Linked DNA regions of Zea mays: all the other regions are linked to region 2. The links are chromatin contacts, called in public Hi-C maps. All regions are on one chromosome and are shown on one strand. The core of a region is the stretch at or near the end of the contact, and the rest is flanking DNA. Distances in the headings are between cores, read along the strand shown.

Region 1 (2,769 bases), core at 28-2,527, 170 kb after region 2:
AGGCGGTTTGCACCCTCAAATAGGTTCATTAGTACATTATCTGTGGCAGTCAACAAATATGATCTGATATTCTCAAGTGGTGTGTTTGCAATCATGTAGTCAACGATCCCTTCGGCATTCTTTGGATGAAGTAGGCGGACCTTATCCTGCAACCTCGTCCTGCACTCCTCTATATCCATTTTTTGTTTCCTTCAACAAGAACAAGGTACTGGGACTCATTGCACAGCAAGATTAAGGAAATGCAAAAGTAGGCGAGTTTTGTGAAAAGTTGAATGAACACGATGTAAACCAGTACCACGGCAGCAATGGGGGTTAGTAGTGCACGTGAGAACGAAAATATTGCATCATTCTCTACTAGAAATGAAGTAGCATCTGCCTAAATCTGTACCCCCCCACCCCCCATTTCGTGATTCCAAACTTAACGAACTCCAAACATATTTGGCCTTAGTTAGCAAGTGTTGGCGATTCTTTGCCAGAAGTCGAAAGGAGTAAAGCAGTGCCACGGCAGCAATGCGGAACAACAGTGAATTCGTCTTTTACCCATTTTGCAATTCCAAATTCAAACAGGGGATTTGGTATTTACTAGCAGAATTGTCAATCGCAACTCTAATCTCCATCAGACCCACCAAAATCTCGAGCATGCCAGAACATACCCTTAAGGACTGTTCTTTTCCAACAACTCGCATTTCCCCACTTCGTATTCCAATCTCCAAATATTTGAACGAACAAACTAACGGATTTGGTCCTGACTAGCAGAATCAGCAATTCTATTCGCCAACGAAATATCTGACATGCCTGAAGGAACCAATTATCAAGAACCGCAGTTTCCAAGAAGCGAATCAAAGCTCACAGAAACCTACTCCGTGAAGCGTGTCAAATCGCCCACAAGCTTCCGCAACAAAGAAAAGATGAGACAACCCACCATATCCCCCACCAAGAATCGCCATGTCTTCAGGAATCCGCTTCCAAAACCCAAAAACCGACTAAAACCTCTCCTGTTGTTCCAGATTCTCCAAGAACCGCCGCAAGAACTGAGGTGCAAACGGCAAGGGAGCGTAAAGGGGGTTTTCGTAGTCCCAATGCACTAACCTCGTTTTCCTCCATCTCGGAACAACAACACCCGCGACACCAACGAACACAGGGGGGATTGTTGGGGCATGACCAGCAATGATGTACACCACGTCCCCACCCCTGCAGACTCGGGCGATAAATGATATTCCCCGGCCGCAAGGTTCGTTGGGACTTGGGAGGTAGAGCGGGGCGGGCGGGTGGCCTGCGGCCGAGGGTTTATATGGTCGCCCGGCCTTGCTTCGATTTCTGTTTTGGCCTCAATTTCGTATTTTCGTTTATGAACATTTTTTGGTCTTTATTAAAATTGTATTTTGGTTCCAATTTCACTCTAGACTAATCATTTCATATCTTCAACTTTATATTCTGATTCTTAGCCTTCTTTTGGCTCAATTTATCACCCTATGCTTCTTGGATCTCAACACTGGGACGTCTTGTCACTTCAAACATCACCCATGATTTGAGATGGACGGTAAATGTTTGGTTTCAGATTCTAGTTGGATGTTTTCAGAGTGAAACAGAATAGCAGAGACTGACACAAATGAGGAGAGGAGCGTTGGACTCGTGAACGTATAAGTTTGGTCGTTTTTTATAGCATAAAGATACAGGGCCGGTCCTGGAGGGGGCAAGTAGAGCCGCCGCACCGGGCCTCTGATTTTGGAAGGGCCCCAAGTAATATACATGTATATATAATCTTAGGTGTTGTGTTTAGTACGGTTGTTCCACTTGTCTCTCTTCGCAGGACAGTTTTGACGTTGAGTTAAATGATCTACTATCTGAGTTGAAGGTTTTGAAGTTAAGTTTGCCTGAAATACCAATGTCTTTTATGGAGATTTTTTTAGTATGTTTGGCAAATAGATTTGTATCCAAATATTTCAATCGCTTATTGGATATTATTTACTGTGCTTGTGACCGTGGCATCGGCTTAGAGAAGCTTTTTAAAGTTAAAATTGTTGAAGAACTACTAAGGTCAACAATGTCTCAAGATCGTCTCAACGGATTGGCTACATTATACATTGAGAAAAAATTATTAGACGAGGCTGATAGCAACATTATTATCAATTACTTCGCATCAAGAAACATTAAAAGAAATTTTTGAAATAATATGTACAAAGATTTGAAGTTGTTTTGATATATTATAGTTTTTTATCATTCAAAAATTTGCTTATGTACTTAGAAGAAAGTATATATATTATAGACTTTTATCCGTCAAAATTTTTTGAGGGCCCTAATTTTTGGTTTCGCCCCGGGTCCATGAAACCTCAGGACCGGCCCTGTAAAGATACAACATATTGCAGAAATATTCCACGTTTAGAAAACATGTATATGTTGAAACGGATGGACTCGGTTATATCTAACTCTTCAACCTAACGTGGTGTCTTTGATATCATCCACGGGCCACAGCTATCAAATAAAATGTCATACTTTCAACGTAATATTCATATAAGTAATTATAAATTTGAATTTCCCCTAATATGAATGCTTTCACATGACATATCTATATTTTCACATTTCAATGAATGAATAGTGTTTTTATCTTATGGAAAATAAAAACATAATATTCTTATCTACTATTAGTTAGAAGTTGAGCCTGACGCTAGAAAATAACAGAAAAAATATATGTCTATTTTTTTGTCTTAGACATATTCTCAAGATACTAAGGCCCCATTTATTGCACTAGAGCTAGCTTGCTAAAAAGAT
Region 2 (2,700 bases), core at 2-2,501:
GGTGAGCCCCGACCCGAGGCAGATGAGCGAGACGATCATCCCGCCCGTGCTGATCAGCAGCAGAGGCCGACGCCCCGCGCGGTCCAGCAGGAACGTGGCCACCAGGATGAAGAACGTCTTGGTCACGCCCACCGCGCAGGTGACGCCCAGGAGCTTGTTGTCGTCGGTGATCCCCGCGCTCTTGAACAGGCGGGCGCTGTACTGGACGACGGAGTCGCTGCCAGAAGCCTGCTGGAAGAAGTGGAGACCCACGGCCGAGAGCAGGATGCGTCGGACCGCCGGGGTCGGGGACAGGATGAGCTGCTTCCACACCTGCAACTCACCGCCGCCTTGCTCCTTGTTGGGTACGGTGACCACGTCCCCGTCGAGGCCCTTCGGAATCCCCGCCGCGGCCTTGATGTCGGCCAGCCGCTCGGCGGCCTCCTCTGGCGTGGCAGAGGTCTTCTCTAGCACAGCCCTGGCGTCCGCGAGGCGGCCCTTCAAGACCAGCCACCGAGGCGACTCGGGCATGCAGAACACCAGGAGCGCGAGCAGGCCGGACGGAACTGCGCCAATGGCGAGCATGACGCGCCAGCCGAGGTGGAGCGGGAGGCGCGCGAACGCGAAGTTGGACAGGTAGCCAAGCAGGATGCCGATGTTGATGAACACCTCCGGGAAGGTGGTCAGGAAGCCACGGGACGCCGCCGGCGAGATCTCGGCCGTGTACACGGGCGCGATCATGCCCCCGTAGCCCACACCGACTCCGGCCACGAAGCGGCCCGCCATGAGCATGCCGTAGTTGACGGCGAAACCCATGAGCAACGAGCCCACGAAGAAGATGACAGCGGCGAACACGACGGTCAAGCGGCGCCCGATCCTGTCGGACGTCCGCGCGCCAGCGAAGGATCCGAACAGCGAGTAGAGACTGAGGATCCCGATCAGGATCTCCAGCTGCACGTCCGTGATATTCAGGTCCTTCTTGATGTACATGGCCGCTCCACTCATCACCCCAATGTCTACAGCGTTGGTGAACAGCATCACAAAAAAAAACTTCACCTACGAACTCTTAAAAGCAAAAAAAAGGAAAATATTTTGACAGTAAACGAAAGGGTGCGTGGGTACCATAGCCAAGGATGACAGAGGCCATGGAGGCCAGGATGGCACATATGGAGGCATACTTGACGTTGCCCTTCTTCCTGGGCTCGACGGCCTTTGCGAGCTCGTCGGAAGCCATCGTTAACGGCTACTTCTTTGATCTCCGGCTAGAGATAAGGTGGCGTGCAGTGCCTTTGCCTGCCTCTTGTAGTCTCGCGCTGAACGCGTATATATAGACACAGCAATGATTGAAGATATGAACACGACCATTTTAGGGCCCCATCTCGCCAACGGTGACGTGACCTTTACACCGTCAAAAAATAACTAAGCAGTTCAGCTGCTCCACGCCTGCACGAATCTTTGTTTTCTGGAAAGAAAAAACACGGTACAAATCATTACAGATCCATGCGTTCTTCCCAGGCCCTACATACGCGCGCTACGTTCTTTTCCAGTGCCAACCACAACCATCTATTAATTCTTACGATGTAATAGACTATATATATATATATATATATATATATATATATATATATATATATATATATATATATATATATATAAGTTTATTATAAAAGTATATGAAATGTTCTATCTAATATTTAATAAAAATATATTAATATTAATATTTTTTATAAATGTTTGATTGGAGATAAAATATTTAACTTCGCAAAAATAAGAACGATATTTTTTAGACTGAGAAAGTAGAAAGATATTAATATATATAACGATAATTTTGTTATATTCTTTCATCAAATATAAATAACAATTTAAATGTTATAATTTGGAGAACCATGGCCTCTGTGGGGCCGTTAGCTCCACCACTGTCCGTTTACTTGATTTGTATGATGGTACAATGTTTGTGTTTATTTTCGTCAATATTTAATCTATTAATATAAACATTATTAGATTATATGTTTTATGATTATTTAAATATTTTTAATGATAATATTAGTAACTTAGATGTAGATTTAAGAAGATAATTTAGTTTTAAAATAATAATAATAATAACTACTAATTTAGATGTAAAATTAAGGGTTAAAATACGAGTGCTGCTCCGCCCAACTCTCGTGGCGTGGAAAAAGCTGACGTGTGGCGGCCTGGCGGCGCGTCGACGAGCGCGCAAAAAGCGTCGACGTCGACGGGCGCGGCGGCGTTGAGGAGCCCGTAGGCCTCGTAGAGCGGGGTTGGTGGAGCTGGGCGCGACGTGCCGCAGCCGGTGATGACGTTGCTGTTGCAGCATTTGGCGTCATCGAGGTCGAAGAACGCGCGCAGGCCAGCCTTCATCTCGGAATGGAGCACGCTGCGCTAGGGACCACGTCGGCGAACAGCTGAGCATATCTGTTCCTACGACATAAAAATTTTCCCGCGGTATCCTACGAAACTTAGGGCTAGTTTGGGAGCTATAAACCCGGAGAGGATTGGAGGGGCTAAATTCCCCTTCTTATTCAATTTTGAATAAGGATAGGAATTTAGCCCCTCCAATCCTCTCCAGGTTTATAGCTCCCAAATTAGCCCTTATGGGGATATTTCTTTCCATTTCTCATTCCCCATATGATAAATCCTCAACAGGGATTTCTATCCTCGTTTAAATTATATTTATGACATATACTCTTTATTATTAATAGA
Region 3 (2,700 bases), core at 124-2,623, 170 kb before region 2:
ATATTAATTCTACTTTTTGCTCTATCATTTATTTATTTATTTCAGTTGTGCTAATGGCTGAACCGTAGAGTTGTTCCATGATGTGAATTCTAGGTCTAGATTCACTTTTCTAGATCATAGAGTATTAGAGCTATCACAAACAGACTAAAAAAAAGTGTATAACCCTTGATGGACAAAATTTAGGGTAGTGCCTTTTCATCATATAACCTTTTGTATAACCTTTTGTCCTTTTCTATGTGAGTACACATAACTTTTGCTAACATACTTCAACGTAACCTTTTCAATATAACTTTTGCGCGGTCTTTTCAGAAATGGTAACTTTTGAATACGCAGTGTTTCTAGCACGATTTTATAACAACTTATACATGCAAGTTTTGTTGTTAAACGTTTTTGAAAATCAGCCATGAGTTGTTGAGAAAATCAGCCGACCTGCCTGTTGCTCAAGTCACAGTCCAACGCTATCGCCATGAGTTGAGACTGGAAGGACCAAATATCCGGTATCAATAAAACCCGTACAGTCTAAACGTAAACAGACTAAACGGTTATAATGTTTTGCTATTTATTAGGCCATGTTTAATTAGTCAGTTAATAAATTATTAACTAAGTTAAGTAAAATAATAAACTAATCGTTAGTTACGAGTTAGTTAACAATTAGCTATGTCTCTGAACTCTGATTAGAGATATAGTACAATAGATACAGGGATGGCAACGGGGATTTCCCCGTCGGGGAATGGCTCTCCATCCCTGTCCCCGCGGGGAGGAAAATTCTCTGTCCCTGTCCCCACGAGCTTACGGGAAAGCTTTTTTCTCCCATCCCCGTCCCCGTCGGGGAATTTATCCCCGTGAGGAACCCCGCGGGGAATCTGCCCCCACTAAAAGTACAATATTTAAAGATAAATTTAAATTAATTGTATCAAATTAATATAAATTTAACAAACAAGATTGAAAATTATAAGAGACATCTACTTTAGAGTTTAGTTTGCTATTTTATAACATGTCATACATTGAGTTTTTACTGTAATTCTAACAAATAAATTGACTAACTTGAATAAAAAAGTTTCATGGGGTGGGTACACGGGGAACGGGGATGGGGGATGGTTTCTCGTCCCCGCGAACCCGACGGGGATTAAATTTCCCCCATTTAGATCCCGCGGGGACTAAATTAGTTCCATACCCGTCCCCTAATAGTGGAATTCCTCGCGGGGAATCGGGGATCGGTCCCTATTGCCATCTCTAAACAGATATAGTAAAACTGTGTGACCTTTATGCGGCCTGTATATGGGCTAAATAAAACAGTGTATCAGACGCGTTAGCCCATTGCTCTTTGTCTACTCTATATATATGCGTCTCCTTGAGCAAATCACAACACCCCACGCCTTGTCTCTGAACTCTGATCAGAGATCAAAGAGGTAGCCGTTAAGTTAACGATGGCTTCCGCCGACCTCGCAGAGGCCATGGAGCCCGGGAAGAAGAGCAACGTCAAGTATGCTTCCGTCTGTGCCATCATGGCCTCCATGGCCTGCGTCATCCTTGGCTACGGTAGCCATTCTTCCGTTGTCGAAACATCTCCTTTCATTTCTCTTTCCAAGAATTCGTATGTGACTCTGTGTACTGTTCACCAACTCTGTAGACATTGGTGTGATGAGTGGAGCGGCGATTTACATCAAGAAGGACCTGAAGATCACGGACGTGCAGCTGGAGATCCTGATAGGCATCATCAGTCTCTACTCGCTCATCGGATCCTTCGCTGGCGCGCGGACGTCCGACAGGATCGGCCGCCGCTTGACCGTCGTCTTCGCCGCGGTCATCTTTTTCGTGGGCGCGTTGCTCATGGGCTTCTCCGTCAACTACGGCATGCTCATGGTGGGCCGCTTCGTGGCCGGAGTTGGCGTGGGCTACGGGGGCATGATCGCGCCCGTGTACACCGCCGAGATCTCGCCGGCGGCGTCCCGCGGCTTCCTCACGTCCTTCCCTGAAGTCTTCATCAACCTCGGCATCCTGCTCGGCTACCTGTCGAACTACGCATTTGCGGGCCTCCCGCTCCACCTCGGCTGGCGTGTTATGCTCGGCATCGGCGCGGCGCCGTCCGCCCTGCTCGCGCTCCTGGTTTTCTGCATGCCCGAGTCGCCTCGGTGGCTTGTCATGAAGGGCCGCCTCGCGGACGCCAGGGCGGTGCTAGAGAAGACCTCCGCCTCGCCAGAGGAGGCCGCAGAGCGGCTGGCTGACATCAAGGTTGCCGCGGGGATTCCGAAGGACCTCGACGGAGACGTGGTCACCGTACCCAAGGAGCGAAACAGCGGTGAGATGCAGGTGTGGAAGGACCTCATCTTGTCCCCGACCCCGGCGATCCGACGCATATTGCTATCGGCCGTCGGCCTGCACTTCTTCCAGCAGGCTTCTGGCTGCGATTCTGTCGTGCTGTACAGCCCTAGCGTGTTCAGGAGCGCGGGAATCACCGGCGACAACAAGCTCCTGGGCGTCACCTGCGCCGTGGGCGTCACCAAGACGCTCTTCATCCTGGTGGCCACGTTCCTGTTGGACCGCGTGGGGCGTCGGCCTCTGCTACTGACCAGCACGGGTGGAATGGTCATCTCGCTCATCAGCCTCGGGACGGCGCTCACCGTCGTGGGGCATCACCCGGACGCCAAGATCCCGTCGGTCGTCGCTCTGTGCATCGCGTCCACCCTGGCCTTCGTCGCC

What was found. Hi-C and Micro-C count contacts between places; a contact is called where the count stands out from the background.
Region 1: a contact with region 2 is called in a Hi-C map of tassel, with 9 times the contacts expected there. The contact joins the promoter of LOC103633361 here to the promoter of LOC100193474 in region 2. A contact is called at or near these places in 2 of 25 Hi-C or Micro-C datasets (ear and tassel).
Region 3: a contact with region 2 is called in a Hi-C map of ear, with 2.0 times the contacts expected there. The contact joins the promoter of LOC100381931 here to the promoter of LOC100193474 in region 2. A contact is called at or near these places in 2 of 25 Hi-C or Micro-C datasets (ear and tassel).

What each region holds. Positions count from the first base shown.
Region 1 is chr7:170,311,762-170,314,530 of Zm-B73-REFERENCE-NAM-5.0, forward strand. LOC103633361 (putative zinc finger CCCH domain-containing protein 51) reads right to left here and starts at 1,278. Exons shown (of 8, transcript XM_035961139.1): 1 at 1,090-1,278; 2 at 1-189. The coding sequence starts at 179.
Region 2 is chr7:170,139,491-170,142,190 of Zm-B73-REFERENCE-NAM-5.0, forward strand. LOC100193474 (proton myo-inositol cotransporter) reads right to left here and starts at 1,252. Exons shown (of 2, transcript NM_001138590.1): 1 at 1,102-1,252; 2 at 1-995. The coding sequence starts at 1,213.
Region 3 is chr7:169,969,544-169,972,243 of Zm-B73-REFERENCE-NAM-5.0, forward strand. LOC100381931 (Putative polyol transporter 1) reads left to right here and starts at 1,374. Exons shown (of 2, transcript NM_001174706.1): 1 at 1,374-1,539; 2 at 1,631-2,700. The coding sequence starts at 1,428.